Regions from separate parts of the Mus musculus genome. Here regions 1, 2, 3, 4, 6 and 7 are each linked to region 5. Evidence: chromatin contacts called from public ChIA-PET and HiChIP or PLAC-seq data. All regions are on one chromosome and are shown on one strand. Each heading gives the region's core, a stretch centred on a gene start, on an enhancer-like site or on the middle of the called end of the contact. The rest is flanking DNA. Distances are from core to core; before and after follow the strand shown. Region 1 holds the start of Perp (PERP, TP53 apoptosis effector). Region 2 has its middle 32 kb from the start of Perp. Region 3 overlaps Gm33104 (predicted gene, 33104). Region 4 has its middle 8.6 kb from the start of Il22ra2. Region 5 overlaps Gm20139 (predicted gene, 20139). Region 6 has its middle 36 kb from the start of Gm33104. Region 7 has its middle 13 kb from the start of Ifngr1.

What was found. ChIA-PET counts read pairs in DNA pulled down with a chosen protein or histone mark. HiChIP or PLAC-seq counts read pairs in DNA pulled down with a chosen protein or histone mark.
Region 1: an RNA polymerase II ChIA-PET map of effector CD8 T cells shows a contact between it and region 5, with 21 read pairs. The contact joins the promoter of Perp here to the enhancer-like site in region 5. A contact is called at or near these places in 7 of 39 promoter capture datasets (the 3T3-L1 cell line, 3T3-L1-derived adipocytes, embryonic stem cells and 3 more), 1 of 15 datasets of contacts at CTCF or cohesin (pro-B cells), 44 of 484 Hi-C or Micro-C datasets (the AML12 cell line, B cells, the G1E-ER4 cell line and 30 more), 8 of 115 datasets of contacts at active chromatin or transcription factors (CD8 T cells, effector CD8 T cells, embryonic stem cells and 5 more) and 2 of 9 other capture datasets (embryonic stem cells and liver).
Region 2: a FOXA1 HiChIP or PLAC-seq map of pancreatic cancer cells shows a contact between it and region 5. The contact joins two enhancer-like sites. A contact is called at or near these places in 2 of 115 datasets of contacts at active chromatin or transcription factors (embryonic stem cells and pancreatic cancer cells).
Region 3: a contact with region 5 is called in an H3K27ac HiChIP or PLAC-seq map of regulatory T cells, with 3 times the contacts expected there. The contact joins two enhancer-like sites. A contact is called at or near these places in 16 of 484 Hi-C or Micro-C datasets (CD4 T cells, CD8 T cells, the HPC-7 cell line and 9 more) and 15 of 115 datasets of contacts at active chromatin or transcription factors (CD8 T cells, T-cell acute lymphoblastic leukemia, Th17 cells and 11 more).
Region 4: a contact with region 5 is called in an RNA polymerase II ChIA-PET map of effector CD8 T cells, with 64 read pairs. The contact joins two enhancer-like sites. A contact is called at or near these places in 1 of 39 promoter capture datasets (hippocampal neurons), 3 of 115 datasets of contacts at active chromatin or transcription factors (double positive thymocytes, effector CD8 T cells and regulatory T cell precursor) and 1 of 9 other capture datasets (liver).
Region 6: an RNA polymerase II ChIA-PET map of memory CD8 T cells shows a contact between it and region 5, with 221 read pairs. The contact joins two enhancer-like sites. A contact is called at or near these places in 11 of 484 Hi-C or Micro-C datasets (CD4 T cells, the HPC-7 cell line, Th2 cells and 7 more) and 8 of 115 datasets of contacts at active chromatin or transcription factors (T-cell acute lymphoblastic leukemia, bone marrow-derived dendritic cells, bone marrow-derived macrophages and 5 more).
Region 7: an H3K27ac HiChIP or PLAC-seq map of thymic regulatory T cells shows a contact between it and region 5, with 4 times the contacts expected there. The contact joins two enhancer-like sites. A contact is called at or near these places in 6 of 484 Hi-C or Micro-C datasets (CD4 T cells, CD8 T cells, centrocytes and 2 more), 7 of 115 datasets of contacts at active chromatin or transcription factors (CD8 T cells, double positive thymocytes, memory CD8 T cells and 3 more) and 1 of 9 other capture datasets (pancreatic islet).

Annotation. Positions count from the first base shown.
Region 1 is chr10:18,843,720-18,847,485 of GRCm38.p6, reverse strand. It overlaps Perp (PERP, TP53 apoptosis effector), which reads right to left and starts at 2,415. Exons shown (of 3, transcript NM_022032.4): 1 at 2,080-2,415. The coding sequence starts at 2,293.
Region 2 is chr10:18,875,064-18,878,776 of GRCm38.p6, reverse strand. No RefSeq gene overlaps it. Among named protein-coding and RNA genes, the nearest start is that of Perp, 32 kb to the right of the region's middle. Within about 2 kb of position 2,311, at least 70 of the 459 cell types and tissues checked have an H3K27ac peak or open chromatin away from gene starts, as enhancers often do. A contact at or near this core is called in pancreatic cancer cells, where this site is marked.
Region 3 is chr10:19,504,949-19,508,414 of GRCm38.p6, reverse strand. Gm33104 (predicted gene, 33104) reads right to left here. Exons shown (of 4, transcript NR_152784.1): 3 at 2,159-2,375; 4 at 1,097-1,624. Among named protein-coding and RNA genes, the nearest start is that of Gm33104, 20 kb to the right of the region's middle. Within about 2 kb of position 2,199, at least 81 of the 459 cell types and tissues checked have an H3K27ac peak or open chromatin away from gene starts, as enhancers often do. A contact at or near this core is called in CD8 T cells, the HPC-7 cell line, Th1 cells and 9 more, where this site is marked.
Region 4 is chr10:19,611,529-19,615,370 of GRCm38.p6, reverse strand. No RefSeq gene overlaps it. Among named protein-coding and RNA genes, the nearest start is that of Il22ra2, 8.6 kb to the left of the region's middle. Within about 2 kb of position 2,015, at least 127 of the 459 cell types and tissues checked have an H3K27ac peak or open chromatin away from gene starts, as enhancers often do. A contact at or near this core is called in double positive thymocytes and effector CD8 T cells, where this site is marked.
Region 5 is chr10:19,184,766-19,188,299 of GRCm38.p6, reverse strand. The region is part of intron 2 of Gm20139 (predicted gene, 20139); the gene reads right to left. Among named protein-coding and RNA genes, the nearest start is that of Gm20139, 45 kb to the right of the region's middle. Within about 2 kb of position 2,144, at least 168 of the 459 cell types and tissues checked have an H3K27ac peak or open chromatin away from gene starts, as enhancers often do. A contact at or near this core is called in the AML12 cell line, B cells, CD8 T cells and 29 more, where this site is marked.
Region 6 is chr10:19,520,540-19,524,137 of GRCm38.p6, reverse strand. No RefSeq gene overlaps it. Among named protein-coding and RNA genes, the nearest start is that of Gm33104, 36 kb to the right of the region's middle. Within about 2 kb of position 1,732, at least 79 of the 459 cell types and tissues checked have an H3K27ac peak or open chromatin away from gene starts, as enhancers often do. A contact at or near this core is called in the HPC-7 cell line, T-cell acute lymphoblastic leukemia, Th2 cells and 4 more, where this site is marked.
Region 7 is chr10:19,577,202-19,580,928 of GRCm38.p6, reverse strand. No RefSeq gene overlaps it. Among named protein-coding and RNA genes, the nearest start is that of Ifngr1, 13 kb to the left of the region's middle. Within about 2 kb of position 2,263, at least 47 of the 459 cell types and tissues checked have an H3K27ac peak or open chromatin away from gene starts, as enhancers often do. A contact at or near this core is called in CD8 T cells, double positive thymocytes, memory CD8 T cells and 3 more, where this site is marked.

The DNA of each region.
Region 1 (3,766 bases), core at 1,166-3,665, 340 kb after region 5:
GTTAATAGCTTTAAGTAAATATTATTTTCAAGGATCATGAAGAAGCGGTCTAGAGGGAGAGGCACAGATGCTAAATATTGGCATGGTTTAAACAGACCTACCTACCCTCCCCTGCCGTACAAGACAGTGGTCCTGCATTGTGGGAGCGTATGCATTCCATATGGTGTGAGCTCATGCAAGCACACTGTTTTTCAGCAAGGTCCTATTACAGCTTTCGGGAGACTATCACCCTAAAGTGTAGAACACCCCATTTGTTTGCAGTTGTGTAGTACACTAATGATCACTCAACACAGAGTAGGCAGAATGACAAGTATTTTAACTCATCCCTGTCTATAATGGTGAGGAGATGGGGACATCGCAGATGGCGCCACGGCTCTCGTTTCCTTCCACAGTCTGACACTAAGGTCAGTGTTCCATTGGTGTTTTGTATCTGAGAGTTGAGCAAGAGCTGTCTACCACATTATGGGAACTTAATTACCGATGTGAAGGAGATGGGAATAACTCCCCTGAGGTGTAAAATCTCTTTCACACTTATCCCGGATCAGTTTAGAACCAGGCACCACATCATGAAAGTAAGATATTTTTAAGATTCATTTGGAAAATGGAGGTTTCCCAAGGCTGATTTCTATAGTGAACTGTAACACTGCAGTGGGGAAAAGCTGCTGCTACCGAGTCATGGTTAAAGAAGCAACCTAGACAGAAAACTTGCCCTTTCCCTTCCATTCACACAGTAATGGAACCGCCTGAGGTTAGAGCAGGCACACCCTAAAAGATGAGCTTACCCTACAAGGCAAGAAACAGGGAAATGGCACTGTGTGTGTTTCACAAGAGGGCCCTACAGGCCAAATCATGTCCCAGCAAGAATGCTGCTCCTGCCTCTGCAAGCTAACTTCTGCTACTGAGTATTCTTTGGGGCTGTATCAGCCTTGGAGTGAGCTATAATTACCAAAGTCTATTTTAAAAACCTACAAGCATACCTCTTATAGCCCCTGAAAGACTTGAGTTTGAATTCATTTTAAGAAACAGCTAGGTTATTCCAAGGCAGCACAATGCCTGTAAGAACTAAAAGATTCGAAGCAATAGAAAGTCCTGTAAGCCAAGCATTTATGCCTGTTTTTAGGTAGAGCAAAGGCCTTTTAAAACAAGCAGGAATATCTGTAGTCTTCTCCTTTTATTGCCTGCCTCCCTGTCTGAGGAAGTTCTTCCAGGGAGAAAAAGCTGATAAGGGCCAGAACCCAAACCAAACAGCGTCTGGCAGAAGTCCTGGGTGCTTTAGGAAAAGAATCAAGTTATGGTTAATCTAGAAAATGAATGAAAACAAAAAAAGTAACTTGCTTCCTTTAAAGGGGGCAAACTGACCCGTAAAGCCTGCACACTGCTCCCTACACACTGCTGGTCACTACTGTCTCCATCCTAAACAGGAGGGACACTTGCTTGAGGGAGAAAAGGCTTTTCTTGGTTTTGTTTTTTCAAAGACTACTACTAACTTGTAAATCAAGTACTTGGGGCCTTTCCCTGGCAGAGGCAAACAGAGTTCCCCTGCGATGTGTACAGAGTTTCCCTGCGATGTGTTAAAAGTGGCAACTCAACTTCAGTGAAGTGTTTACTTCTCCGATTTTAAATCAGACTCAGATAAACTTCCTTAACATTCACTTTTCAACGAAGGCCACTCCCCAGAACAAGAATGAACATGAAACAGCTCCACAGCTAAGATACTGAAATATCTATCTAAATCATAACTGCTCCTACTTGGCCTGAAAGGACTTTCTCATAAGATTAAAAAAAAAAAGTTTAAGTTAGATGAAATGAAATGAATTCACCCTGGCATATTATTTATTTTTATACGTACTTTGCAATGACTGGCATCAGTTTGCACTGGTAACTGAGAAACTTTACTTTTAAATGAGTTGGAGTCTTTCAGGGTTGAGCCTGATTCGGGTCACCCAAAACTGCTGCTTCTGAAGTTTGAACTCTAAGCGGACTTTGAAACACCCACTACCCCTGACCTTTTAAAGATCAGCTCCAGCTGCTACCACAGCTCAGGCCCCCAAGGGCTTCCCGGAGGCGGCGGCCACTCACCGTACTCCATGAGGCTCTGGCAGCCATCGTCGTAGGAGCCGCTGCCGCCGCCCTCGTCGAAACACCTCCACCAAAGCGACGATGTCTGGATGTGGTTGCTAGACTGCAGCCAGCCGCGGCCGGCCAGCGCGATGATGTCGAAGGCGATGGCGCTGAGCAGCAGCAGGGGCAGGATCCACCTGCAGCGCTCGCAGGCCAGGCCGCAGCGCAGCATGTCGTCGGTGGCGGCGGGCGCGGAGCGGAGGAACGCCGGGCAGGAGCAGCGGCCAAGAGTGGTCCTGCGAGCGCTGACACCGCGACTAAAGGAAGAGGCGGCTCCCCCGAAGACGCGGCCCCCGGGCTGGCGGCGGGGGAGCGGCGCTCCAGCCACACCTTGATTCCGGTGACTCAGAGCGCACCGCCCCGACCTGCTGGGTCACCCGGGCGGCAGAGCTCAGGCTCGCCCCGGGCTCGTCGCCAGGGTGGGCGTGCCTGTGCCTCCAGCCGCCTGCAGTCCCACCAGATTGCCGCCAGCCCAGCGCACACACCTGTGGACACTCCAGCGCCAGCCTGTGCTCTGCCCTAAATTAACACAGTGTAAGGAGCATGGCTAAGGCTACACTTGAGCTCCAAGCACCGTGCCCAGGACATCCCAATAGCCTGTGAAATAAATGATGGGCCCTAAAATGTAAGGACTTGTGGGTTCAAACCTGGGAGCGTCTGTCCCTGGCTTCCACAGGCAGATCCTACACTTCCTGCCCGGATCTACCTTTGGACCTTGGCTCTTGCTGCCATAGACACGCAAATGTTCTGTGCTCTGGTGGTTCAGGCTGGGTGACCAGCAGGTCCCAGTGGCTCACTCTAGGTTGCGGAGGCTGTCTCTTAATCCGGGTAGCTTTGGTGTTGATAACTTCAGTTCCCTTTGCCCCAGTTAGTGTGTTCCCCACACATCTACCCTTTCTATCTACTTTACACAGTTTTTGTTTTTTCAAATATAAGCACGTGTCAGCATGCACAAGCAACTGAAATCCTCCCCAAATCCTGAGCTAGCTTCTGTCCCTAAGAATCTTCACTTGTAGCAGGGAGGGTGGGGCATCAGCCAGGAGTGGCGCTGAGAGAAACAAATTCCCAGTGCCAGGTCAATGGTGGCCAGGGAGAGATCAACCAGAGCATTCACTTTTTACCCCGTGCCCCGAAATCTTCTGACACCTCATGTCAGTTTAAAGATATGGAAAGCACTCAGTGGTATTTCCTTCTTACACAAGACGCTCGCAACAGAAGTAGTTACTAGGACGCATAGACTAAGAACACTGAGAAGATCTGTCTCAGAGTCCAAAGAATATCACTACCCAGCCTTCACTTAGCAGAAACCAGTAAGCATTTCAGTCCTGAAAACCGCAGAGGCACATACACGTTGAGCAAGGTTCATTGCCCACAGGACAAGTGCGGTGCGTATGCCCTAAACGTTAGGACCTAAAGGCTTTCAAACGTAATGAAAATATTTTAGCTAGCTATGTCCTGTGTGGAAAAGTCGTATTTTTACCAATCAAATGAGTTTCCACTGGTGTCTTAATGAATAATTTTGGAATACACACACACACACGCATATATATATATGTTTATATTATGTCCTCATTCTTGTGATACAATTTCCACAGTTTTGTGGAGAGGGACTCCTTAATATCAATCTGGTCAAAGGTAATTTTGA
Region 2 (3,713 bases), core at 1,062-3,561, 310 kb after region 5:
AAGACAACCATCATGGATGCCCTTCCCTTGACAGCAATCCTACATTGCCCTTGCCGCTCCTCCTCCTGGCTTCAGTGGTTTGTTCCTGTCTGTAGCTTAAACAATTGTAGTAATTAGATGAGAACACAGTGATGTTTTACAGTTTCCCACATTCTGTTCCCATAAGCCCAAGCCCTCCAGGCAAGGTAGGGTGAAGCAAAGAAAATTCATTATAAGAATCCTGTCCATTCTCAGAGTCTAAGGATTCTTTCTCACTAAAGCAACTGACTCTTCTCTGAGTCTCCTTCCCTGTGTCCAGTAGTACAGTGTTCTGTTCTCCCTGCTGGATCTGCTGGACTCCATTGCAGACTTTCTCACGGTATGCTTGGTGCTGATGGTTACGCCTGGGTTCTCGGTTGTTGCCCAAGGTTCCCTGAATGGTCTGACAGGTAAAGCCTGTAATGTGTAGTGTGTTCTTCCCAGCACTGTGGTGCGTGAGCCAATCCTATTCATCAGGCCACACCTGAAGCTTGACACCTCAGGTCCCACTCCTAAGAGGCCACTCCTTGTTTCATCTGAAACGAGCGACAGACACTTCTGCTCTTTGTAGTTTATTTCTCATGGACCACATGGTCTCAACTGCTACTTGATCTCCACACTGCTCCTGTGACCATAGTTTTGTTATCATCATAGTTGTCACTGTCAATACTGTTTTATTTCTCTCTTTCTTAACAAATCACTAATGGGTTCTGAAGATTTGGCAAAGGAGGAGGCCCGTTTGCTTTGCAAAGGCTGCTTGGCCGTTGCCTTGGCATCATTGGTTTTCAAACAGATGAGATTTTCAAAACAGACCAAAGGATCCGGGGAAAGTCTCAGTCAGTTAAGGTACTGCCACACAGACATGAGGACCCGGTGTCAGATTCCAAGCACCTATGTAAAATGCTAGGCATGATGGCAGCTGTCCATAAACCTGGCTCTAGGGAAGGCAGACAGGTAGCTCTCTCCCTGTATCTCACTGGCCAGCCAGTCTAGGCAAATCAATGAGCGCCTGGTACAGGGACAAAACCTGTTTCAAAAAAAAATAAGGTGGAGAGTGAGTGAGTTCATCACTCTGTGCCACTTGGTCAGCCAGACACAAAGGTGCTCGATCCTGGTTCTTGAAATGTTCTTAGATGTTTTCCATTGCTCTTTGCTAAACTCTTTAATCTCAAAAAGAAATAATTGTACCCCCTTTTTCTTTCAACTTAAAGCCCACTCTGATCGAAGCCTGTCACACTCCTTCTTGAGTTTCAGGATGGAGTCTTAATGCATATCAGGCTGAAAGAAGAAATAGAAGTGTAGAAAGTGTGTGTGTGTGGTACATGCATGTGTATGTGGGCATGTGTAAGTGAATGTATGTGTGCATGTGTGTGCTAACATGAGTGATTTTGTGTGTGGAGGCCAGAGATTGGTGTCAGTCATTAATTTTTAGACAAATGTTCTCACTGAATAGTTCACTCACTCAAATTATATGTCACATGTCAGATTCTACATATTACTTTTCTTTTATATAAAAGTTACGTGTGTGTGTGTGTGTGTGTGTGTGTGTGTGTGTGTGTGTAAGTACAGGTACCTGAAGCTTCAGATCCCATGGGAGCTGAAGTTAGGCAGTCATAAGCTGCCCAGTATAAGTATTGGGAGTTGAACTCAGGTCTTCTGTAAGAACAGTGTATGCTTTTAATTACTAAGCCAACTCTTCATTGCCCACATATTACCTTTAAATGAAGGCTCTCTCTGTAGGAAACTAATTCAGAAATAAAAACACAAGAGAAAAAAAAAAAACAGTAAAGTGCAAAATGAGAAGTTTGACTAACAAGGCTCAGGCCAGGTGGGGTAATTAGGTAATGAGGCTTGCGGAGGAAATCTGGGGGGGGGGGGGGGGGGGAGGGGTGGAGCGGAGCGGGGGCAGCGGAGGCAGCGGAGCTAAGCTGCAAAAAGGTATAGGCAATGACCATGTGCCATTTGCCAGCTGAGCACAGCTGATCTGGCTTCAGGGAGAAGGTCCCCAGAAGCATTGCTGCTGTGATCTCTTTGTCATACTTAGGCAGTAGCTCTGTCTTCTAAGGCCTCCTCCCCCTCCCACCACACAGCACAGGAGCACTTTCTTAGCTCCACAGCTCACTCCACTCTGAAGTTAGTGGCTCCCTTTTCTTTGTCTGATACCATTGGAAGCTCCAGTACTTTTGTGTTCTTTCTCTCATTTGTGTGGAGACAGTGTGTCACTCTATATAGCTCAAGATGGCCTGGAATTCATGGCACTCAGCCTCCTGAGTAAACACTGACTAATAGGTGGGAGCCACCATGTGAGGCTTTCGAATGTTAGTCTTGCTTAGGGAACACTAGGTTTACACTCCAGACTGAGGCAAACAGATACTGTGAAACAAGATTAGGCAGGTTCACACAGGAACACTGCTGTTCTCTGTGAGAACAGTAAGTTCCCAGGAGAAGGAATACTCTCTTGAGAAAGCAAAGCCAAGAGAAACAGAGCAAAAGGGAAATATCCAAACAACTGCACCCAACCCCAGTCCTGAGCCTTCTGGGCTGGAGAACCAGAGAACACAGATTTGAGAAGAAATAGAGGGTAAGAGAGTTCTCTTGATTCTCTGTGCAGTTTATCAAAGTTTGTGAATACAAAGTAGAAGCTGAACAATTTGCAGAGAACAGTTATAAGCAGAACTTGGTAAACAAAGGAATCACGGGACTTCCCGTCATACCCAGCTAAGTGAAGAACAGCAGCCATTCACAGTATAGAGATCTTTCCATTTACTCTAGACTGGGCCGAGAGATCTTCAGCAAACCATAGCAGTAGGGTGGCTCCTATTCCATCTGTGTGTTTTCAGAGGCAGCTCAGAGCAATGTGCAAGAGAAAACATGTTTCACACGAAACTGCCCTTCCAGGGCATAGACAAGTACAGCCACATCACGCGATCTGTATGAGCTGTGCACTAGGCTGCCTTTTTTTGAAAGCATTGGCGCACACACATACACACACACACACACACACACACACAGAGAGAGAGAGAGAGAGAGAGAGAGAGAGAGAGAGAGAGAGAGAGAGAGAGTTAAACTCTCTTGTCTTGTCTCCTTGTCTTTTCATTCTTGTCTTTTCTGGGTAACTTACTAATTTTATTTATTTATTTATTTATTTATTTATTTTGCCCGTGAAGTTGAAGCTATGGTGTTTTTAAATAAATGGACTGTGACTCTCAAACTTGGCATGCTGCGTCTCTCAAGGGGAAAATTGTAAAGTCAGGAGGTCAAAGCTCTAGTATATTTGAACTCTTGAGATAGATGTCCATCATAAACTAGTGTTGGTTCTGACTCTAAAATAATTCAGTCAATTGATATTTACCTTAGAAGAGCACCGACCATTCCTAAAATACACACCAAAGCAGTCACTTATGTAAGGGTAAGTGAACAAGACCCTGGGAGAATGAGTAGACGCCAGCACTTCACACCCTCCAATTATCACAGAGCCAGCAGCTCCCACTGATAAGCCCTGTCTACAGACTTAGCTCCCAATGTACAGTTGGTTTTTAGGAGCATCAGAATGGGCTGTTAGGGCTTTTAAGGAACATCAAACAACCCAGGGCACACCCTAGGCAGTGTTAGATGATGGGGGACAGGGGAAAACAAATAAAAAGAGGTCCTACTGTTCATATCTGACTCTGCCTAATTGTAGTAACCAGTATCTG
Region 3 (3,466 bases), core at 950-3,449, 320 kb before region 5:
TTGAGGAATGCTGAGGTCAAAGGGGAAAGAGGGTGAGACAGGGAGGCAGTTAGGGATGCTTGGTCCATTGATTGATGTGAGACATGGCTGCTGGATGGGGATGAGGTGGGGGAGGAAGTGAACCAAATGAAGAGAAGAGTGAGGACTTCCTCAGTGGAAACTTCTGGGCCAAGTAGGAAGTTTGGCCATTGGACAAGGAACTTAGAGAGTGCCATTGCTGGTCTGAGATTTGTTCAGGTCAGGAGTTGAGAGGAGAGGTGTGTGCTGTTACAAATATGGAAGTCAGGATGATCATGTGATAAAGTGGACAAAGGTCAGGAGTTAACAGGAGGGCCAGAGGGTGACTTAGAAGCCACCCAGGAACTGCACCGTTTCTAAGGTGTGGTGGCTCCCACCATCCCATTTAGCCAATTTGCCCTGTCTATTGGCATCTCCTTTGAGCTGTGCTGTTGTCCTGGCCTGAGTCAACTGCAAATCAGAGCTCAGCCGCTGGTAAACCTAGAACAGATTGGTCATGTATCTGCTACAAAGCACTCAGTGCTTTTACATCTCACTGGAAGCAAAGCAATGCTTTCCTGATAGCATGCATGGCCTTCTACAAGCTCCCCAAGGAGACCCTGCCCCCTCGCTGCCCCTCAGTGCCTCCTGTTCTCAGCATCGGCTCTTCTGTTGCTACACTGGTGGACAAATAAGAGTTTGTGATGCTTTGAAGCAGAACTGGTAACAAGAAAGGATAAGCACACTTTGCTAAGCACTATTTGCCACAGTTGGATCACTAGAAGGGGGTTCTTGGCATGGGGCACCCACAAAGCCTTGGGTTGATCCTCAGCAGTATATAAAACGGGCTCGACAGAGCATGCGTGCCTGCAATCCTGGATTTACCTTCAGAATCTAGGAGGTGAGGGCAGGGGGATCAGAAGTCCAAGGTCGTCTTTGTCCCTGTAGTACGTTTGTGGCCAGCCATAGCTACAGCAGACCCTGTCTCAAATAAACAGTGTTTCTTTAAATGTGAAAAGAGACTCCCACACTCTAAGGCCTTTAATTATATGGGATGTGTCGCCTCCTATTCCAACCAGCAGAAAAGAGCGACACTACGTACTTCTCAAAGCAGTTTATTCAGGAACCTTTCAACATCATGCATGAATCTCTCTCCAGAAATCAATCTCTCCAGGAAAAAACAACAACCCACCCCCAATCGCAATCCCTTATATATCCTCTCAACCACACCCCATCAGCCCAGTCCACGTAACAACAGTTCATTGACCAGAATCATCACTCGTCATATGGTCCGATCTTGCATCATGGTGCACCTGCGCAGTTCTCGCGATGGTCGTGGCTTATTTTCAGGTGTATGAGGAAGTCAGGTGCAAGTCATAAGACTTGGCTGCAGTCCCGGGTGCCATCTTGAGACTGCTGCCACACCCACTCCTCACAGGGATGTATGGTTTGGAAGGAAAATGTTGAAGATGTACAGAAGAAGGTGATTAGAAAGGGGGACAAGTTCTTCCAAGGGTTGGAGTTCAGAGGTCAGGAGAAGGATCAAACTGCTCAGCATCAAAGGGAGAAGAGATCCACAGAGAGATTCCAGAGTTTCTAACAGCTAAAGGACCTGGTGTGTTTCTTCCTGGAGAGGAGAACAGGACCAGAAATAAATGGGACTTTGGAGTTAGCAGAAAGCCTGAAGCACCCTTGCTTCCCAGCCAGGACACCCTGCAATTACATAACAGCTTAGGGCAGGGCTCCCAGAAGCCAGGTCTCAAATGTTATTCAGGCTAAAGCTGGTTTGGGCAGGCACAGAGGAAAGGGGAAGGAAAGCTGAGATTTGGCAAGCTTATGGGCTCTCCTCTCTCTGTTCCTCTTCCTCTTCCCTCCTTCCTCCTCTCTCCCTCCCTCCCTCTCTCCCTCTTTCCCTTTCTCCTTCTCTCTGATTTCTACTGTCTCCAAATAAGTAGAACCTGTAAGTGTCACATCATGCTGACTCCACAAGACATCTAGAGCCTTTCTATTCCTTTCCAGGAAGAAATCATGACTATTTTCAACAGAGTTTTGGAAATCCTACAATGAGAATGCTATATCAAGATTTTTCTCCTCATCAGCTAGTGAGAGCATCAATTACACCTTGATGTTGGTTTGTTTGTGTTCTGTTCTGACTTCTTACCATTCAGCACCAGTGTCAACTGGAAGCGGTTTTACTAAGAATTGGGCTGGGTCAGTGTGAAACCACAAGGACGTCTGTTGGTTATGAATGATGTAAGGGACTGAGGGTGCTGACAGATGTCAATGTGAGGCATGGTGACAAGCCTGGACGCTTGTTAAGTGACACACAATAGCAGGCCGGCGAGGAGCAGATAGTCCCACATTAGGGAGCAAGTTGCCTGGGAGTTGGAAAGAGAAAAACAGGTTTCATTTTAACTTTTGAAGTTTGCCGGAGGTTTCAATTCATTATAAGATACTTTCCAACTTCACTGATGTTCTGTCATGTACTTAAGTAAGAAATATATGAGCCTCTCTACAGGGCCCAGACTGTGGGTATCTTTCCTATCTATCTATCTATCTGTCGATCTATCTATCTATCTATCTATCTATCTATCTATCTATCTATCTATCTATCTATCTATCATCTATCTATCATCTATCTATCTATATATCTATCTATCATCTATCTATCTATCATCTATCTATCTATCTATCTATCTATCTATCTATCTATCTATCAATCATCTGTTTATCATCTGATCAGTTCATTGATTTATATTAGATAATTTTTGTTGTTGTTGCCATGATGAAATACCATGACCAAAAAGCAAGTTACAGAAGGGAGAGTTTGCTCCCGTCTCTGGGCCCTGGAGATGCTGTTTAATTTTCATTCTCTCATATGGTTTAGATTTCATCTTGCTTGGTTAATAAGGCTTCAATAAGAGGACCAAAGATAGCTTCTTCCTTGACAGATCTGCTATTTGGGTAGAAGAGAGAACTCCTGGGGAAGGTGATCCTTGCATTTGTAGCTCCTCTAACACTTAGTAGGTTGAAGTCAAAAACATATTTTAGGGTGTCATCTGTCTGAGTGTCCTTGCTTAAAACCAATAAATTGCATACTTTAAAAGAGAGAGGAGAGGGACAAGGAATGAGATAGAAAGCACCATGAATATCCAAAGAACTACTTTTTGGAAGTACGGGGGATTCTTATTAAAAGTGTTTCTGGTGTTAAAAAATCTTCTCATTCTTCAAATCTTTGGGTAGCTGTGATCTACACACACACACACACACACACACACACACACACACACACACACCGAGAGAGAGAGAGAGAGAGAGAGAGAGAGAGAGAGAGAGAGAATGAATGTAAAATAGAGTATCTGGATTCTATCTGAGCTAGACCAGCACTTGAACTGGTGTTCAGCAGACACTCTGTAAAAGTTCTAAGTGAATTAAAAAAACTCAGAGGACTGTTTCAGTTTTGCTCCAT
Region 4 (3,842 bases), core at 766-3,265, 430 kb before region 5:
TTCCTGAGACATAGCCACTCACTGCCTCACCTCTGTCATGTTTGCTTTAAATTGTCTTAACAGTGGCTTCCTGTCTGCTCACCCCAAACACCAGTCCTCCCTAGCAGCTGCCTTTGTTATCCGAGTCACTTACCTTCATTGGATAGGGAATGCTCTACTTTAGTCCAACTATGTGAACTCTTCCCTGTTGGTTCACGCGTTTGACTATTTGGTCCCTGTCAGGTCTAAAGAAAACTCCCCCAAGTTCTGTCAGGTAGAGAAAAAGTCAGCTTTCCTCAGCAACTCCTGAAGCTGGTTCCCCTCCATCAAAGGGGCCATTTATCTCTGGCAGAAGGGGCAAAAGGCAAACTGTGCTGCCTATTAGCATATGGAGGCACATGGTGGCCTCCACGCTCTCCCACTGTCACAAGTACCTGTTGTAGAGTCTATGCTGGCATTCTGGCTCTTCTCAGTTCTTCTGGTTTACCCTGAATCCCAACCTTCTCCCAGCCCTGCACACTGCCAATCTCTCCTTATAATGCTGTTCAATCCTCTTCTCTCTCTTTCTCTTTCTCTTTCTCTCTCTCTCTCTCTCTCTCTCTCTCTCTCTCTCTCTCTCTCTCTCTCTCTCCCTCCCTCCCTCCCTCCCTCCCTCCGTCCCTCCCTCCCTCCCTCCCTCCCTGCTGTGGAGACACCTCTGGCTGTGTTCTCCCTCATGTCTACAATAAAAGCCTGCCCCTTAACCATACCTTGGCTCCATCATACTGAAAGTCCCTGCAGTTCCTGATGGTGTCACTTTGTTTGGGAAGTTGTATAATGTAGGAAGGTGGGGGTTGCTGGAGGAAGTGGGTCACTGGAGGTGGAACTTGAGGTTTTAAATTGCCCCTGACCCTTCTATTAACCTTCCTGCTTCCCAACTATCACTCAGTGTTTGCAGCTCTTCCCACTAAGCTTTCCGTGACGGGGATGTAACCTCTCAACCTGTAGGCCAAGCAAACACTCTCTCCCAAATCCGCTTCTGTCCAGGTACCCTGGTGGTTTGGGGCCAAGGTGTGATACTCAGAGATCATGCCACAGAATAGGCTGAAGGCAAGACATCTGCTGGGAGACAGAGGAGATTGAAAGGGTGTCTCAGAGTGGGGGCATGAACCAGCTAGTCAGACAGACAGACAGACAGACAGACAGACAGACAGACAGTCAGACAGTCAGTCAGATAGGCAGACAGACAGACAGGGAGACAGGCAGGGAGACAGGCAGACAGACAGACAGGAAGATAGGCAGACAGACAGACAGGGAGACAGGCAGGGAGACAGGCAGACAGACAGAAAGTCAGACAGTCAGTCAGACAGGCAGACAGACAGACAGACAGACAGACAGACAGACAGGGAGACAGACAGACAGGAAGATAGGCAGACAGACAGACAGGAAGATAGGCAGGCAGACAGACAGACAGGCAGACAGACAGGGAGACAGACAGGTAGACAGGGAGACAGACAGGGAGACAGACAGACAGACAGACAGACAGACAGACAAATAGGCAGACAGACAGATAGAAAACAGACAGGGAGATGGAGACAGAAACAGATACAGACAGAATGAATAAGCAAGATGCCCACAGAGATCTGGGGTGGCCAGCACACTTTAAAAGGTTCTCCTATTGCATGGTGGAAAGGCACAGCCCCTGACAGTGGTGAGTTACTTAAGTGGCTGTGGCTGAGTTGCCCAAAGTCAGGCTGGCAGAGCGCCTAATCTACAACACAAGTAATTCATGCTTGTCACTAAGTCGGTACTGAGAGTGGTGTTGTTATGAGGGTGTTGGTATGACTGTTATGGTCTTTAGAGCGTCTGTGAGAGGATTATGGAAGAGTTTGAGAATCCAGGCTGAAAACTCCCTTAGAAACTTGTAAACAGCTCAACAGCTGTGGTGGGAGTTTGGAAGACTAGGAGGAGAGACTGGAGGCTGTTGGGGGCTGGCTCATGAGGTTACAATGTGGCATAGAATCTGGCTTCCTCTTGCCCGTTTCCTGAGACCTTGAGACAGGCTGTTTTAAAGTAACAGACTCTGCTCAGTGAAGGAAATTTCAAGGCAAGATAGCAGCCGCTGTTTTGCCACTTTTATGCTGAGTTACCGTGAAAAGGAGCAAGGAGGGAGAGAGATGAAGTGCAGACTGAGTAGACAGGCGTATGGTTACAAGGCAAGGCTGGGTGAAGCAATGGCTTGGCTGTGCTCTGTACTGGAACCCCAGGGGAGCTGCCCTGAGGTAAGAGGACAGCACCCAGCAAAGGCTCTAACCTGTGAAAGCGCAAATACTCACTGGGGAAGCCAGTCAGAAACCATGAAAAGGCTTAGATGACTTGATGTGATAGTATTTCTGTTTAAACATGAAGCCATTCATAAACCTCAATATGAGAGAATATTCCATTTGTCAACACAAAACATAGAACAGCATGCTAAAAATAAACGTAGTAAGAAATACCCTGTGCTTAGGATGTCTAAAGCGAATAAGGGACATAAAAGACTTGTATTGAAGAGCATTTAACTATGGAAAATTAGTCATTATTAGTAAGCATTATAGTGATAGAATGCTGATTCAAATCCCCAAAGAACTTCAAATGGGGGAAGGGGTGGAATCTGGCAAAGAAAAAAAAGTCTGTAAGTCTATAGTTGACCTTAGAAAACAAACAAACAAACAAACAAACAAAGCCCCCCAAAACAGCTAGGGGCTAGAGAGATGGTTCAGTGGTTAAGAGCATTGACTGCTCTTCAGAGGTCCTAAGTTCAATTCCCAGCAGCCGCATGGTGGCTCACAATCATCTGTAATGGGATCTGATGCCCTTTTCTGGTATGTCTGAAAGATAGCCACAATGTACTTGTATACATAGATAATTAAAAAAAAAAACAAAACACAACAAAACAAAAAACAATTATTACAAAAAATCAGTAGAAAGATGCCTAGACTAGTGAAGCGCACTCCTCAGTAGCTGAGGGCTTTCCCACAGATGAACAGAGCCTGGGGCTCAGATCTAACGTCTTAAGCCACTGATGAGTTAGTCTATTGAGTAAACAACACTGGAACTGGAGCGTAGGGGCGACATTGGACGGCATGGGTGTGAACAGTCTATTTTTACTCTGGCCCATCCTGCTATTTTTCTGTTTCCTGGATGTCATGACGTGATTTTGGCATGTCCATTGGTCCTGATGTTTCTGTTTTACCACACACCTAAAAGCAACGGTGACTGCTGACCATGGTGTGAAACTTCCAAAGCCGTGAGCCCAAATACATCTCTTCTCCCATCAGTTGTTTCTCTCAGGCGTCTGTCACAATGCTGAGAGCTCTAATATACACTAGAAGAAAGCTTTAAAGATTAAAACTGTGATACACACACAGAACTGACTAATGAATGAACAGCCATTGTTCAGAGGGATGGCAATCCAACATGATAAATGTTCATGCCTTAGTAAACAGTATCAGAGTAGTTAGTCAGGAGTAAAATGCACTCAGTTGTGATTGCAAAAGGACATGTTCTGAATACTGGAAATAGCTCCTTGGTACAAGATTGCGTCTAGGGTTCCTGCAATCCACTAAGGTCCACTCAAGTCTCTTGTATAGAAGCATCTAATATTTGCACGGAGCCTGCACACTCTCCTGCCCTACCTTAAATCCTCTAGTCAAGGTGCACTCATAATTTGCCTTGGCTCATTTACTAAGTAAAAAACTGAATTAAAAATGTGGCTCATTAATTCATTGGAGCAGGTGAACATTTTAATATTAATGTTTGTTTTTAATGTTTTTGCATGGTATAATCATTCATGTACATGGATTTGCATGTGTGTGTGGGTACGAACACTGGTGCAATCCAGG
Region 5 (3,534 bases), core at 895-3,394:
GACACCTGGTGGAAACCCAATGCTGCTGCTGCTGCTGCTGCTGCTGCTGCTGCTGCTGCTGCTGCTGCTGCTGCTGCTGCTGCGAGGGTGGATCAGGCTTCTCTGAAAGAGAAGGAAGAAGGCGAAGCACACAGTCCAGGCATAAAGCACAAAGCTTAGTCAGTTCCGTGTCCATGGATTCTACAAGCCACATTCCACCACCTGCACAGTGAGTTGTCCCAAGCTGATTGGAAGCAACAGGAAGAAGAGTGTGTACAAATACTAAGCCATTTTATAGCAGGAACATTAGCATCCACAGGGCTGCTGAAACAACCCCCAGGCTGGCCTCACAAGCCGGGATCTTTCTGCCTACTAAGTGTTGGTTTACAGCATGTCCCACCGCACTCCTCTAGAAACGTTAGCTGAGGAGAATTATGGTCAGAAAGGTTGAAAATGGTCGCTTCTGGCTGCATATGCAAATGAGATCAGACAGCCAGACCAGGTATCCTCCAGGAAAACTAAGAGAACTCACTGTGTTCTGTGTCTAGCATGTAAGGGTTGCCTAGCCATCTCCCAGATCCATATGGTGCCAGTTTTCTGCCAGTGCTCAGGACAAAAAATCCTGGGGTTTTTGTGTCCTGGACCACTCTTTTGCATAGCTCTCATGAATCTGTCATTAAATTTTGACGTACAGAATCTCATCATTTCTCAACCCCCTACCCCATTATAAATGCAGTGCAAGCCAACAGTGTCCCTAGCTTGACTGAATTTAGGTCTCCTATGGATCTCCTACCTTGCCTATTTGCCTATTTTCTATCTAAAAGGGCCAGCTGGAGTAACTCTTGTAAGAGCTGTGCAAAATTACAGGGTTCCTTGGTTTAAGACAGTAGTGACTCCTTGCACTTAAGACTAAAACCCAAAGTTATAGTATAGCTTAGTAGATTTGCTTGCCCAGCGTGCGTGCATGAAGCCCTGGGTGTAAGTCTTACTGCTGGAGGAGGAAGGGCAAGACAGCTTCCTCAAGAGGAGTTGCCCAACCTGTCCCTCTGTACTACCATGAACACTGTCTCAGACTACCATTCCAGACACAGCCTGGGTCCTTTGCACAAACTCCCTCTGACCCCCACATCTAGTATATTCCTATTCATGCCTACAAGATTAACTCTTCCACACACTTGGAGTCTCTGTTCAGATGCAGTTTTCCTAAGGCACACCTTGATCACCCCCCCCCCCCAAAAAAATGGTGACCTGCCCCTCCACACACCTTCCTTCCCTGCATGCTTCCACCTAACTACTTATTACCAGTTCCTACTGTTGTGGCTTTAGGGCTAAAGATTTTAATTTCATTGCTCATTTATGTATCTGAGCATCCAACAAGAAGAGTCTGTCTATCTATCTATCTATACACACACAAACACACACACACACACACACACACACACACACACACACACAAACACACAGAACCACAGAACCATGGCCATTCATTTCCCTTGAAATAAATCTCACAAGTATACATAGTTGCCTAATTAGTTAAATTGTATTTGCCACTAAGTGATTATTTTTTCCAGTGTAAACCCTTTAAACATAGAATTCTGTTAACTTTATTTAGGCATCAATTTCCTTTTGTGAATGAACTGAGCCTCTTTGATAATGGAAGTGGTGGGAATGCAATGTCCTTTTTCACTCAAAGACAAACCATCCAGACACTGGAGAACGTAGAAGCATCAGGCATCAAACACCCAGGAGCTGTTTTGTTTGGTGTAAAAGCTCCCCTCTGCACACGCTCTCAGAAAGCCCATGAAGCAATCAGAGATCTGAAGGATAAGAACAGAGTGTTCTTTGAAATCTCTCAGACGTGCAGACAGGCTCTTCTTCCCTCAAACCATCCTGAAGGGGAAGTGTGTCGGCTTGGACAGTCAGGAGCCGGTGTGGGAATTCCCCCCGTCCCTTTGGTCTCCCGTATTGAGGAGCTTCTTCCGGGTTAAAGATAGGTCATTGCCAGCCACAGTGTCTTTAACTAGATCTAGGCTGCTTGGGAAGGAGAACTTTAGAGAGCAGGTGAAATGAATCTTAGTTCTCCCCCACTCCCAAGATAGTTTTAAAACAAGTGGCATTAAAAGCTTAAACCCTGCAGTTTTACAGAATTACCAATAGATGGCAGCACACGACTCTGCTTCACCAATGAGTGACGTCACTCTTCCTTTTCACGACCACTGACAACACTCAGCTTCCTCAGCTGTTTGACGCGGGCAATTGAATCTTGGGTGGTTGTTTTGTTTTGTTTTCTCTCCACCTTTCTCTAGAATAAGCTTCTTATTGACCTCAAACCACAGTCAACAAATCAACCGTGCAACTGCGACCTGGAAGGAACGCCAGGGGAACTCAAAACAAAGTAAAACAAGCCACCTGGGCACTTTGCAGGGACATCAAAACTTCAGCAAGCTGATCGCTGGTAAACCACGCTGGAGGCCAGTGCTGTGCAGAGGGGCATGTTGAAAAGAGAAAAGAGCTAACGTTTTTGTGACTTACTTTATCAGGATTCCCAGTCTAAACCTGGAAAGGTTTAACTGGGACACCCTGGAGTGGAGGCTTCTGACCTGCCCTCGGAATTTCTCTCCAGTTCCAGGACTCCACTGCGAGTAGAAAAGTTTCAGTAGATAAGACTCCAATAGAGCAAAACTGTCTCCTCTATCCACGACACTGTATTTTAAAACAAAAAGCTCTGGCCAAGCTAGACATGGTATCATACACTTGAAATCCTGGCACTCAGGAGACTGAGGCAGGAGGATCGTGAATACTCAGTAAGGCCCTAACTCAAGATACTAAACCGAGAGAGAGAGAGAGAGAGAGAGAGAGAGAGAATATGACAAGAGATCCCAACTGATGAATAGATAAGGAGTCTTCATAATAAGGAGAAAAAAAAAAAAACCCAACCAATGAAACAAACAAACAAGCAAAACAAAACAAATAAAAACAACTGCTTTGGTGTTTTAAGATCCAGGCTGGCCTTGAAATCTCAGCACTATTTCCGTCTTAGTCTCCCAAGTGGTAGAATTACAGGAGGTGTGAGCCTCCATGAGTGACACCAGATATTTCTTAAGAGAAACCAAAACTTCTTAAACCTGGCTATTTGAGCTTCATAAACCACAGAGCACATGAAACGGAGCACAGTTTTGCTTGAGAACTCAACTCTGTAGGCCGTAGCAAGCATCATGGGATGGGGAGGGACTAGATCAGAGTACATCACAGTACACAGAGTCCTGACGGTAACATCTGCTGTGGGTTACGGTCAAAACAACTTGCTTAGCTCTGCCGTGGACGGCCTGTCTGCTTTTTGCTTCTACGTTATCTGTAGTTCAACATCAACAAGACCATAACCACCTAAAAGTGTCATTTAATGAGTAGACTGTGTAAAAGATCTGAATGGCATGAAGCAGAAACTGAGTAAAGGGTCCCATCAAAGACTGGAGAACAATGCGGGGAGGGGAACCAGACTTACTCATCTTTATAGTAACTCTCACATACCCAACAATACCCACAATCCTCAGCCCC
Region 6 (3,598 bases), core at 483-2,982, 340 kb before region 5:
TTTTGGGCCTTCGTGCTTGTGCATATGGATACCTGTTCTTGTTAACTGAGGTATGTCCACACAGGATACAGTTTTTAATTCTTCAAAACTCACCCTGAGAAAGGCTCTGGGCTACACTGGGATCCCAAACACCCAGTGTAGTCACAGGCAGGAAAAAAAAGGGGGGGGGCTTTCTATTGACTTAAATCTGAATCTGAATGCTCCTCTCTGGATGGCACTCCATAATACATAAGAAAGAGGCTTGGAAATCTTACTGACAAGAACAGTTGTCTACCTTTATCCACAAAAAATAAATCCCAATGCTCCCCACCATGAATGTCTAAAATTCCATCCATTCTTTCATCCCCCATACGTACACAATACACATAGGCACATGGGTTGGCAAGAACAAGATGGAGTGAACCCTCATCATGCCTAATTTTAATAGTATGTGCTTTAAGACATGAATTATCTCTGGATTTTCCTGTTTAATATTTTCTTTTTGGACCACAGGTAGGATGAGACTACAGAAAGTCAGGTCTGGATAGATAGGGTTGCCATATGTCTTAGCAAGTATTCTATTGCTGTGTAGAGACGCCGTGACCATGGCAACTCTTATAAAGGAAAGAAAGCATTTAACTGGGGACTTGCTTACAGTTTCAGAAGTCTGGTATATTATCAGCATTGCAGGAAGCATGGTGACACATTGGTAGACATGGTCCTGGAGGAGCTGAGAGTTCTACAACCAGATCAGCAGGCAGCAGGCAGGAGAAAGACACTGGGCTTGGCTTGAGCGTTTGAAATCCCAAAGCCCACACCAGTGACACAGTTCCTCCAAGGAGGCCTCATCTGCTCCAACAAAGCCTCATCTCCTAATCCATTGGAATCCACACCCTAATGATTAAGCATTCAAGTATATGAGCCTGTGGGGGCCATTCCTGTTCAAACCACCACACCATAATATCATCTGCTCCATAAAACCAGCAAATGAATGTATTATTTCAGAAAATCTTCCCAATCTTAATAAAGATGTTAAGTGTGGGGATTTGGGGTATTGAAAGCCTTGTGGGGAACCAGCAAGTCTGCGGGATGCAGTAGTACAGTGTGTGAATATGATCGTGTGTTAGTTTCTCTTCTCATAGATGTAACAAAGTGGCTCCCAAAAGCCACTTAGAGAAGGAAGGCTTTATTGGGAACACAGTCCATCAGTGTGGAGAGAAGGAAGCCTTTATTGGGAACACAGTCCATCAGTGTGGAGAGTCACTAACAGGATCTTCCCATGCCACTTGTGTCTGTGGTCAGCAAGTAGAGAAGAATGTTGGTGCCATCTTTACATCCTAGCTCACAGGATGGTGTTGCCCGCAGTTGCATGCACTTTCTTCAGGTTGGACATCCTCCCAGGCCTGGTTAACAGATGTGTCACCTGGCGATTCCAAATCCAGTCACATCCACAATGACGATTAGCCACCACAGTCAGGTCTCAATGGCAAATGTTAGGAGCCGACAGAGTGTTGAAAGTCAGTCAGCGCTGGGAGAGCTGAGGTCCTCTGGAGAGAGGCACATTTAAGATTTTATATCAAGTGCTGTGTAGAGAGTTTGGAGGGAAGCAAGGAGGAGAGAAGTACTGTATCAGGGCTCAGCTGTCTTGGGAGATCCTGAGAGAGAAAAAGACACAAATTACAGATATGTCTGGCAAACCACACAAGAGCAATGTGTTCTGTCTGTCACACTGTGGTTTTGTTTCTTTGAGGAAGAACTGGCTTCCCAGGCTAAGCATTAAATGCCTTTGACTTGGCATAATTTCCTCCTTTAGAAGTCTCACTCAGAGGAAGCTGGGCACAGGCAACAAGCAGGGAGCCCTCGGCTTTGACTTTTTCTTTTTTGTCCTCTTAACTCGGCACTTTCCTTTGGGACAGTGTTTCTGGTTTGGTTTTGGTTTCTAACTACATTTACCTCTTTCTCTCTCTCTCTCTGTGCTCATGTCTCTCTCTTCTCTCTGTCTTTCTCTGTGTCTGTGTCTGTCTCTCTTCTTTCTGTGTCTGTCTCTGTCTCTGTCTGTGTCACTCTGTCTTGGTCTCTGTCTCTCTGTCTCTGTCTCTGTGTGTGTGTGTGTGTGTGTGTGTAAAATCTACAAGAGTTGATTGATTCTCTCCTTCCACCATATGTGTTCCAGAGACTGAACTTAAATCGTCAGACTTCACAGCAAGCGCCTCTACACACTGAGCCATGTTAGCTGTCCTGTGGTTTCCTTTAAAATTCACGCAAAAGTTTATAGTTCTTGTAAAATGCTTTTAGTTTAGACACACACAGACGGAGATTCAGTGTAATAAACCTGGTGCCTTCACTCTGGTGTTGATGATTGGCATGGTGCCTACTCTCTACATTTCCTCCTCCTCCTCCTCTTCTTCCTCCTCCTCCTCTTCTTCCTCCTTCCTCCTCTTTCTATTTTTTCTCCTGCATATTTAAAAGCAAATTCCATGCACACTGCTCTTCCACACTTTGTGTTTAGTGCATCTCTGAGAAGGGATTCTAACCATTTACTGTTATCACACATAAGTGGCAACAGTTCACCCCTATCCTTTAGTACCTAGCTCATATTTGAAGTTTCTGGAATGTTTAATAAATGTCCTTCTTAAAGGTGGGTTTTCTCCAATTCAGATGTCCATACAACAGCCACATGCTCTCTTGCTATTTTTCCTTCCAGTTGATTAAAAACAAATCCTGGATTTGATTGCTGCTTCATGGTGTCAGCACTGTTTAACAGCCACCTACTTCTGCCCTGAACATAAGTTGGAAAGATTTTATGTTCTGTTTGTTCCAGTTCTTGAATTGGTGGCTGGTCCTGGTAGCATCCTGAATCATTCGTGGAAAATAGCAGTTCTTGGATTCATGGAAGCTTTTCTTTTAATATCCCGGCTCTCTCACACTTCCAGCTGATGATGTCAGTGGTGTTGATTGTTGTCTGGCTGTTTACCTAACTGAGAAAAATGTTGGCTTTTCTATCGCATGGCTGTTTTCTGACTCTGTCATTCCTTAGGCTTGGAAACTGGCTTTGCAGAATAACTAATAATTTGGAATGACCGTTCCTTTATCAAGCAGGGCTACTTGGTTCTATTCAAGAAAAACAGGTTTAATACCGAACATTTTCATACCAGTCAGTACAAGGAGCTGTGACTCTCGCTTCCTCTAATGGTGAAGAATAAAATAGTTTTCTTTCTCCACTTTACAAAGTAGGTCTATGAGCATAGAGGTGACGCTATGTATTTATTTTTAGTTATGTATATGTGTGCATTTCTGGGAATGCACCCCATATGTATTAAGGTGCTCAGGGGGGTCTAAGGAGAGCAGCAAATCTCTCCGAGAGGTGGAGTGACAGCGGTTGCGAGCTGCCAGATGTGGTGCTGGGAATTGAACGTGGGTCCCCTGGAAAGCAGGAAGTGCTATTAACCGCTGAGCCATCTCTCCAGCCCCAGCGTATGGGTTTTATATACCCAATATATTATAGTTTGTTGCACCCATCCCTTCCCCAAGTTCCACTGTCAAGTCATGTGGTCACCGAGCCTGCTTCCAGTGGGTTTCTGTATTCTGTAGGTATTTTCCTTGACTTCTGGAAAAAGAG
Region 7 (3,727 bases), core at 1,014-3,513, 390 kb before region 5:
ACACAGGGCAGAAACGTGTGTGAGTTACGGCAGGGAGGAGTGAATATCCTCTGAGATCCTCCACATAATCATGGGGGAGCTCACAGTGAGACCAAAGTCTGCAGGGTCACCTACCTGGGTTGAAAAACGGAACTGCCTGTTGTTGAGAGTGAGTGGTTCTGTTTCTGTAGGAAATGGAAACTGCTGATGGCTCTCTGGTAGTCTGCTAACTCAAGGAAGGAAGGAAGGAAGGAAGGAAGGAAGGAAGGAAGGAAGGAAGGAAGGAAGGAAGGAAGGAAGGAGGGAAGGAAGGAAGGGAAAGGAGGGAGGGAAGGAAAGACAGAAGAAAGGAAGGAAGGAAGGAAGGAAGGAAGGAAGGAAGGAAGGAAGGAGGGAGGGAGGGAGGGAGGGAGGGAGGGAAGGGAGGAAGGAAGGAAGGAAGGAAGGAAGGAAGGAAGGAAGGAGGTAAGGGAGGAAGGAAGGAAGGAAGGAAGGAAGGAAGGAAGGAAGGAAGGAAAGAAGGGAAAGGAGGGAGGGAAGGAAAGAGGAAGGAAGGACAGAAGAAAGGAAGGAAGGAAGGACAGAAGGAAGGAAGGACAGAAGGAAGGAAGGAACGAAGGAAGGAACGAAGGAAGGAAGGGGGAAGAAGGAAGGGGAAAAGAGGGGGGAAGGGTGCAGAGGAGCTGGCACAGGTTGGTTGCCGTTTTGCTGTTGCAGTTAGTGGTTCAGATGAGGAAATCTCCATCATTTCTTCTTTCTTCAGTAGGTTACCATCACTCTTTCCCCAAATGTCCTTTTAGCTTTAATCCCTCACAGCCCTGTATCTTAGCACCCAAAATATTGAACTAACAAAGCTGGCTTTAGATGCAGGTAAGAAAACTACAGGTGGTGGGAAAATTACCATTGTCCAAGCCAGTGCTATCTCCATTCTAGTATGCACCTTCCATGTTATCTGTTAGATGTCAGTACAAGGTTAGGTAGGGGTTGAAGGGTATAAGTGGAGGGAGTCTGCTGTCTTTTGTTTGTTTGTTCATTCGTTTGTTTGTTTGTTTGTTTGTTTTGACAGGGCTGGCCACCCTGCTAAGTGCCATTGTATCAGGCAGTGCTGTATTTCTGGAGAGAAAGGAGATGGTGAATGAGCTTGGGCAGACTAAGGTTGCGGGATCAGGAACATTTGCTGCAGAGAAAGAATTCTGTAAAACAGCAGTGCTGAAGTGCCAGGCAGAAGCCACACTGAGGAGAGCCTGTGTTCAGACACCTAACTCCTTGGCATGAGCTTATGACATCAGATGAGCTCTGGTCCAGGGATTTGATATAAGGACTAAGGACTTCCTGGTTCACAGAAATAGATGTCCTTTTTCCATGTCTCTCTTTCCTTGTCTTAAGGCACACTTTCCCCATGGTCACAAGGTAGATTGCAGAATTGTAGATGACTCATGAGATTCCTCCAACCTGCTGACATCGGAATAGATACCCCTATATCCACAGTTCAAACACTATTTTACTGGAGATACAAACTGAGGAAGAGTAGCAACTTAAAAGTGAACTATCATCATTGTTCTGTAATTATGAAAGTTGTAACCTCATGTGCACAACACAGTAAGGGAGGCTAACCAACCTGCTCAGAATGGATTTTTGAGGCTTAGCGAAATATAAATAGTAGCTAAGTCCATTAAATTGCCAAATAAATTTGTCATATATTAAGCATAGTTATATAAATCAGGGGCCTCCAGAGAAGCAGAACCAGTGGGATATATGTATAAATATATGTGGAGAGAAGAGTGGGGGGTGCAGCTCAAGGTTATAGCACTTGCTCAGTGTGTGGGGAGCGGGGAACGGGAGAAAGGGGAAGGGGAGCAGAAAGGAGAACAGAGAAAGGGAGGGGAGGGGAGGGGAGGAGAGGAGAGGAGAGGAGAGGAGAGGAGAGGAGAGGAGAGGAGACTTTATGTAATTAGCTGACATGACCATAGTCTCTAGCAATGCCGAACTCTGCAGGAATTAACAGCAGACTGGAGAACCTGGAGAAGAACGGCACTTCAGTTCAAAACTAAAAGTGTGTAGGCTAGAGACTGTAGGTGAGCTGAGGATATAGATTCAGCCTAGAAGCTGCCTGCTCCAAAATCCTCCTGCTGCAGCATCCTGTTGCAGTTCTGAAGGATCGTGTCTGAGTGAGCTAAGGAAGGCACTGGCACCCAGCCAGGTTTCCAGAGCAGGCTTGGTAGCACGTGTCATACAATCCAGTTACATGGCTCCTGTTGATGATCTTTGGGAGGTAAAATATCATGAAAAGGGTAAATTGGCAGGAAATCTATGTGTAGTGTGTGGCTTTGACATATGTTCTAGGCATATTGCTGCACAAAGATGGGCAGTCTAAGAGGCAAGCCGTGGATTGTTGAAGCTGAGAAAAGGAAAGAAAGTGTGTCGTAGGACATGGGCACCATGTCCGACTGCAAGGAAAAATGTAAATCTGAGCTCTGCAGCCAGTGTTGTCTGTTTACGAAATGATTGTGGTGGTGACGATGGCTACATCAAATTTGAGTTATGAAAATAACGTTTTATTTTAATGTTTTCTCCCTGTCAAACTTTACGGAGGGTTTGAATGCAAGTCTAGAAGTTTAAATACCAACATCAAAGAGTTTCCTTCTTAGAAGGTGTTAAGTTCTAATCATTACTCTTTATTACTTAAAAGGATATGTTTTTCGTCTCTGTGGTTTGAAATGTGTGCGTCAATTTGTCGGGAGGGGGTTAGTGAGCTAAAATTGTGGTTTCCTTGGCACAAACACACACTGTAAATATTGCCTTAGATCAAATTTACAGGAACAGACTCTTCTCTCAGTGCAATATTTTACAACAAAAAGTAGATTGGACGTAGTGACTGTTAGTTTTAATGTCTGCCTGACACCTTCTAGAACTACTTGGGAGGAAAGTCTCCCTGAAGGGTCATCTAGATCAGGTTTGACAGTGGCTGTGTTTGTACATGCAAGGATTAAATGAATCAGTCATGAGCTCTGAGTTAAGCTCAACTGAATATCACAGCTGTGCGTTAGCTTAGGTTCTAAAAGTTGATTAAATGGGAAATCCAAGTCAAGTACAGTTAATGACTATGTTGTCCTCTTAAAACAGTGGTTCTCACCTTCCTGGTGCTGTGACCCTTTATCACAGTTCATCATGTTGTGGTGACCCCAAACCATACAAGTATTCCGTTGCTACTTCGTAGCTGTAATGTTGCTAGTTATAATGTTGCTAGTTATGAGTCATATGTAAGTATATGCTATGCAGGATATCTGATATGTGACCACTGTGAAAGAATCAGCCATCCCCCAAAGGGTTGCAAACTGCTGTCTTAAAAGAAGGTTAAATAAACAGGCTGACTATGCAGTAGGGTAGTAGTCTTAAATCGTCAGTGACCTCAAGGTGTGTTATTAACTCGAGCTAGAGGTCCAGCAAAAGTTACAGACTCTTAGAACATAAGAAATATTTTCATAATATTGTATCACCATAGTTCACTGTGAGTTATACTGATTGCATTAATTGACATGGGAAAAAATCCACTCAGAGTGGGTGGTGTCAGTTCCTCCTTAGGTGTTCCTGAACTGTGTGAGAGTGAGAAAGAATGGACTGAGCAGGTGAGCTTCTTCATTACTTTGTTGCCTTCTGCTCTTGACTGTGGATTTAATGTGGCTAATTCTTTCAAGCTCCTGCTACTATGGTTTCCCTGCTATGATGGACTATAACCTGTAATTAAGAG